2 separate regions of the Sus scrofa genome follow, and region 2 is linked to region 1. The links are chromatin contacts, called in public HiChIP or PLAC-seq maps. All regions are on one chromosome and are shown on one strand. The core of a region is the stretch at or near the end of the contact, and the rest is flanking DNA. Distances in the headings are between cores, read along the strand shown. Region 1 holds the start of MSI2 (RNA-binding protein Musashi homolog 2-like). Region 2 overlaps MSI2 (RNA-binding protein Musashi homolog 2-like).

The links. HiChIP or PLAC-seq counts read pairs in DNA pulled down with a chosen protein or histone mark.
Region 2: a contact with region 1 is called in an H3K27ac HiChIP or PLAC-seq map of skeletal muscle, with 6 times the contacts expected there. The contact joins the enhancer-like site here to the promoter of MSI2 in region 1. A contact is called at or near these places in 11 of 47 Hi-C or Micro-C datasets (alveolar macrophages, embryonic fibroblasts, fetal heart ventricle and 5 more) and 1 of 2 datasets of contacts at active chromatin or transcription factors (skeletal muscle).

What each region holds. Positions count from the first base shown.
Region 1 is chr12:33,535,885-33,538,595 of Sscrofa11.1, reverse strand. It overlaps MSI2 (RNA-binding protein Musashi homolog 2-like), which reads right to left and starts at 1,321. Exons shown (of 13, transcript NM_001315780.1): 1 at 1,260-1,321; 2 at 927-967; 3 at 533-614. The coding sequence starts at 1,321. LOC110256167 (a long non-coding RNA gene) reads left to right here and starts at 1,650. Exons shown (of 3, transcript XR_002337445.1): 1 at 1,650-2,257.
Region 2 is chr12:33,732,097-33,734,807 of Sscrofa11.1, reverse strand. All of the region lies in intron 6 of MSI2 (RNA-binding protein Musashi homolog 2-like), which reads right to left. Among named protein-coding and RNA genes, the nearest start is that of MSI2, 200 kb to the right of the region's middle. Within about 2 kb of position 1,362, at least 10 of the 83 cell types and tissues checked have an H3K27ac peak or open chromatin away from gene starts, as enhancers often do. A contact at or near this core is called in skeletal muscle, where this site is marked.

The DNA.
Region 1 (2,711 bases), core at 72-2,571:
TGGGGGAAGTGGAACGGGGGCAGGGCGGCTGGAGGTAACTTGGAGAACGCTGGTATCTCCACTCTTTCGCCACCTCAATCTCTCTCCTCCTCCTCCTCCCTTCCCTTTCTTTAACGCTTTGTTTTATTCCGAAGAAAACCCAGCACTTAGAGGAGATTCATCCAGCTTTCCAAGAGGGGCTTTAAGAGTTTGGGGAACTGGGAGTGCGGGGAAAGGATACATAGGGAAGGGAGGGGAAAAAAAAGAAAACTATGTGGAAAGTGAATGGAAGCTGAATGTCATTTGAAACAGGAGAAAAAGAAGCGACGGAGAAATGACTTAAAGCAGAAACATGGGCATCTCTGTAGCCAGAGTTCAGCCCCAATTAATAACCTTTGGGGTTAATGGGGGGGGGAGACTGAGCGACGTTCGAAATCAGCCACATGCCTGAGCCCCATTCTAAATCCGCTTAGCTACTACCGAAGACACCTCCAAAAATAACACTTAAACTTTCTTCTAAAATAAAGACAAAATCCAGAAGGGAATGGTTTACCTGGAGCGTTTCGTAGTGGGATCTCTCATGACCATACATTCTCTAATTTCTCCAAATTTGCTAAAATAGTCTCTAAGGCTATCTGTAGAGAGAAAGAGAGAGATGGGGGGGGAGAAGGTGTGGGGAAAAAAAAAAGCAATGCAAATTTTGATCAAGGACAAAAACCAAAAGTAGTTTTCTGTTGTTATTCTGGGGGGTTTTTTGCACACGCGGGGGAAATTCGGCAACAGAGGTCGCGTAGAGGGCTCGGAAAGGATTTGCTATTTAAAAAAATAACCTTGCACAGGAGAAGTGGGGAGCCAATGGCGGGGGGGGGCTCCTACACCGGGATAACAAAGAGCAATAAAGAAGCCAAGAAGGGGGGGACCCAGGCGTCCCCCCCTCCCTCCCTTACCTGGTGAGGTCTGCCAGCTCAGTCCACCGATAAACATTTTACTAGAGGGAGAAAACATAACAGAAGTGAGCACCGATGTCAGATCGGCCATTTTGACGTGTAACTTACAAAAGCTAAAAGGAAAGCAGGGGGGAGCGAGCGAGCGAGAGCCGGGAGGTGGGGTGGGGGAGAAGGTGACGGCGAAATGCAATCCAAAGGTGTGTAACTTCCACGGGGGGGCGCGCGGGAGGGGCGGGGGGGCGCGGGAGATGCCCGGCTCCGCGCACCGCCGTCCCCGCCGCTGCAAGGAGAGCGAGCCCGAGGCGGCGCGGTGGGCAGCGGCTGGAAACTTACCCGGGGTCGTGCTGGGAGTCGTTGGCGCTGCCCGAGGTGCCTTGGCTCCCATTTGCCTCCATATCTGAGCCCCCCCGCCCCCCCACCCCCAAAAAACCGAGCCCCACAGCGATCGGAGCGGAGCGGCGGCCGGCTCCGAGCCCCGAGATCTCCCGCTCCCTCCTCCCCCTCCTCCTCCCCCCCGCCCGGGCTCCTCCGAATCTCTCAGCGAGCGGCGGAGCCGGGGCAGCGGCGAGAGCCGTCACACGTGGGCTCGGCTTAGCTCAGCCCCGCTGCTCGCACACCCCCCGTCCCCGCCCCCCCGGCCCATCCCCACCTCTCCCCCTCCTCCTCCCCACCCCCATCCCCTCCTCCTCCCCCTCCTCCCGGCGCACGTGGGGCGGAGTTCTAGAACGTCGTGTAACCAATGCCGGTGACGTCACGCACCCCGGTGCGGCCCCCGCCTGCCGCGCGCGCACACTCGGCCCCCCGCAGCCGGACCCACGGGGGCGGTGCGCGAACCCCGCGGCCCGAGGGGCCCCGCCTCCGGGCGGGCCGGGCCGGGGGGCGGGGGGAGCGCACCCCGACTTCCCTCGATCACATGGGCTGCGTGGGGAGGGTGGATCGGGGGAGGGGGAAGCGCGGGGAGCTGGCCACCGCTCCGCACTCGGGCTGGGGAGAAGACGCCCCCCACCCCTTCTAGGTCGGCCTCTCCATTCAAGTTCCCCAGCCCCAGCCGCCGGGATCCGGGGATGGCACCAGCCGCCCTCCCGGCTCTGCGCCCTTTTTCCAGCCACCGCGCAGAAATTTAGGTCAAGGACGTCGGGATCAAACCCAGACCCTGGCGCTCCTCGGGCGGCCCCCGAGACCCCTCTAGGTCGGGGGCCTTCAGGATTGCGGAGACCCTCCCGCACCAACGCCAGCCACAAGTTTTATTTTCCTCTCGCGCTGGAAGTTCTCTCTGGCTCTCGCTCCAAACCGGCACGTCTTGCGCCGCTCCCCGCCCTTCCCTGGCAGAGGTACGAAATCCGTGCCCGGGAAAGGTTATTTTGGAACTTTGAGGAAACTGACGCGATTCCAGTGGTGAGAAAATGCCGAAGAAAGGGTTTCCGCGTTAATCATAGGGAGTTTAAAAAATATAATAAAATAGGTTTATAGGGGTCAAGGTCAAATGATTGGAGTTCAAATCAAATTTTTGCGTATAAAGAGAAATAGTTTGGGAGCACCTCCGGGAGGGCTGGGAAGGGTGGTTATTTGAGGAAACCCCTCTCAACCCCTTCGTTTTATGTATGTCTTATTGTTTCTATGCTGAGGTAGAGAAGTGCATGAAATGTAAATTAAGACCAAGCCCCCCACCATCTGTGGAGGTAGCTGAGGGTGGCAGAAGGCTTCAAATACGCTCACCCTGGCCACCTTAGGAGTAGTGGTGCAGCACAGGTCCTGGTACACAGTAGGTGCTTAAAAAGTGCTGCT
Region 2 (2,711 bases), core at 113-2,612, 200 kb before region 1:
ATGGGTTGTTTCCCCCAAGACGGATCACAGTGAGGAGAGGCCAATGGAGAACCAAACACCCACTTCCTAGGGGGTGGGGTGGGGGGATCATCAGACAGGCTGCCTAAAACCCTGCGGCCCCAATGAGCCCTCTGAGGTTTCAGGGAAATAACACCCTGCCCCCAAACAAAAACCCCTCCAAGTTTGAGACTTACAGCAACTTCCCTTGAGGGAAGCAAAGTTACTCATGCTTGAGAACCAAGAAGGTCAACGTCTCCAGAAGGTTCGTCAAAACTGGCGGTGCGGATGTGCAAGGACACGCACGTGACACGGAGCCCACTTAAAGTGGGGGAAGCCTCCCTGGGGGCTCACTGGGGCGGAGGGAGGCGAAGCATTACTGAGACGCCTCTGGTCCGGCACCTCCCCACAAAGCTGCCAGGCTGCCGCAAGAATGAAAAGTAACGAGACCCTGCAGCTGTCCCTGGGCCCAAACAGACAACTATAGCAACTACTGTTGTCACTGGACCTACTATGTGCAGGGCAGCCTGCTAAGTGTTCCTCAGATCCCAGTTAACCAGCGTAACGCTTCTGATGACACTGTAATTACGTAGGTTTAAACGGCAACACCGCAAAGGAAGAAAGGATAGAATCGGGCTGAGAAAAGGAAAAAGAGAGCAACCCTGATGGGACATGCCTTCTGGGCCTCACATGGGGCTCTGCCTTCCAGGATCCCCTTTTACTCAAGACAGAAAAAGCTCCGCCGACAAAACGGCATCCTGAACCTCAGGCTCAAACCCAGGTCCATCCGACTCCAGAGCTGAGTCTGCACACTGATGCTACCTTTTTATGTCTCTGAAAAACCCACTTCCCTGCAGTTCCAACCAGCCCATCACTGCAGGCTGCAGGGCAGGTGACACAGCAGGCTTCTGAGGGCAGGGAGCCACTTGTTAGGGAGACTGGACTCTAGGGGAGGCAGACAGGAAGGCCAGGCTTCACTGATACCCGAGAGCCTCAGGGCTGAAAATCAGTGCCAAATGTCTGAAGAAGCATCAGCCCTGGGCATCGGAGGGGGTGGGCAACTACCAGTGCAGACCCACTGGGTGAGAAGCTTCTGCCTGTGCACCATCCTTGGAGTGGCAGGAGGCCACTTCCGCTCGCGGGTCAGCCCTCTTGCACACATGAATCACCAGGACCAGGCAGGAGCATGGGAGGTTCTGCAAATCCATCCCCATCAGTGGAAACAAAACACAGGGACTCCATCCTCCATCAGCGGACGGCCCGCGTCACCACCTCTGACAAAAGGCCGTGCACTGGGTGGGGATGGTGCCTCCACGCTCGCTCTCCAGGCCTGTGAGGTCTCGCAGCCCTGGCAGAACACCAGGGGGCAGTGTTGTCAGGAGCAAGGGGGCAGAGCCACAGCCCCCTGGCCCACGGAAGGGGGGCCCCCTGTCCTGAGCCTGCTCTGAGCCCCAGCTGGGCTTCTGTCTCCTCCGCAGTCCAGAGAGATGGTCCAGGCCCACTCCCTCAGAGAGGTGCCAAGTCTCCAGGCATTGGCTGCGGCCTCCCGCCCACCCCAGCCTGCATCCCCAGCCCCTCAAGCCTCACCCCTGGGCGGCTGGGAAATCACGTCCAGGTCACAGAGGCACCTAAGTAAACACGCACACTGAGATCCAGCACACAACGTGTGTGTCCGCACAGACGGCCATTCATCCACGGCCTGTGGCAGCAGCCCAATTATAAATAGCCCGGCTCAGGGTGACGATGACCGGCTCTTCAGCAGAGTTCTCTGGCCTTTAGCAGTGGTGTGAGCGCTGCCTCCTCTTAACCTCTTTTAGCTCCACAGCCGAGCGCAGAGCCCCGTCGTACGCGCCCACGGGCAACATGCCCCGGGTGAGACTGTTGAAAAACAGGCGCTGACTGATGCGAAGCCGAGAGACACGGGGTCCACAGAGGTCTCTGGGTCGCAGGCGTAAAAATCACAACGCTGTTTCACAAGGAATGAGGGGCACAGCTTCCTATGCCTCGGCCGGCGTTCCGCAGCAGCACCCGGCTGGCCATCAGGCTCTGCGGACCCTCCGTCCACACACCACGTACCACTGCCCGCCCCCCATCCCTGCCTCTTCAGCTCACAGCGCAGAGCAAGCCCTGCCTCCCGTCCTCCCAAGCTCAGTTCCAACAGCCTGGCATGGCTTCTAGGTCGAGAAGAAAAGCAATCTGAGATCCAAAGAACCATCTAACTCCGGAGAGACCACACAGGGCAGACAGCTCACCCTTACCGCCAGCCATGGCCAAGGACAGCTTGGCACTGAGTCTTCGCCAGAACAGACCCCCACCACCCCCTCCTAACACAGGCACAAGTTTACAGCGTGGCTCGGATTACAGGGGAAAGGGACACAACATCTCCATTATTTTCATTCAAACACGTTTACGGCATCAATAATAAATGACCAACATGGATATTCCAGGGAACCAGGCATGTGAGGACCCCTTGACTTGCTGGGTTATTTCTATGCACTGAAAGGATGTGTATTTGCCCCAAAATCGTACATTGAAGCCCCACCCCCAGTGTGATGGTGTTTGGAGGTGGGGCTTTGGGGAGGTTATAGGTTTAGATGAGGTCCTGAGAGGGAAGCTGGAGCTCTTTCTCCATCACATGAGGAACATCGAGAACCTGGAACCCAGCCTCACACCCTGATCTCGGATTTCCTGCCTTCCCAACGGTGAGAAGTGAG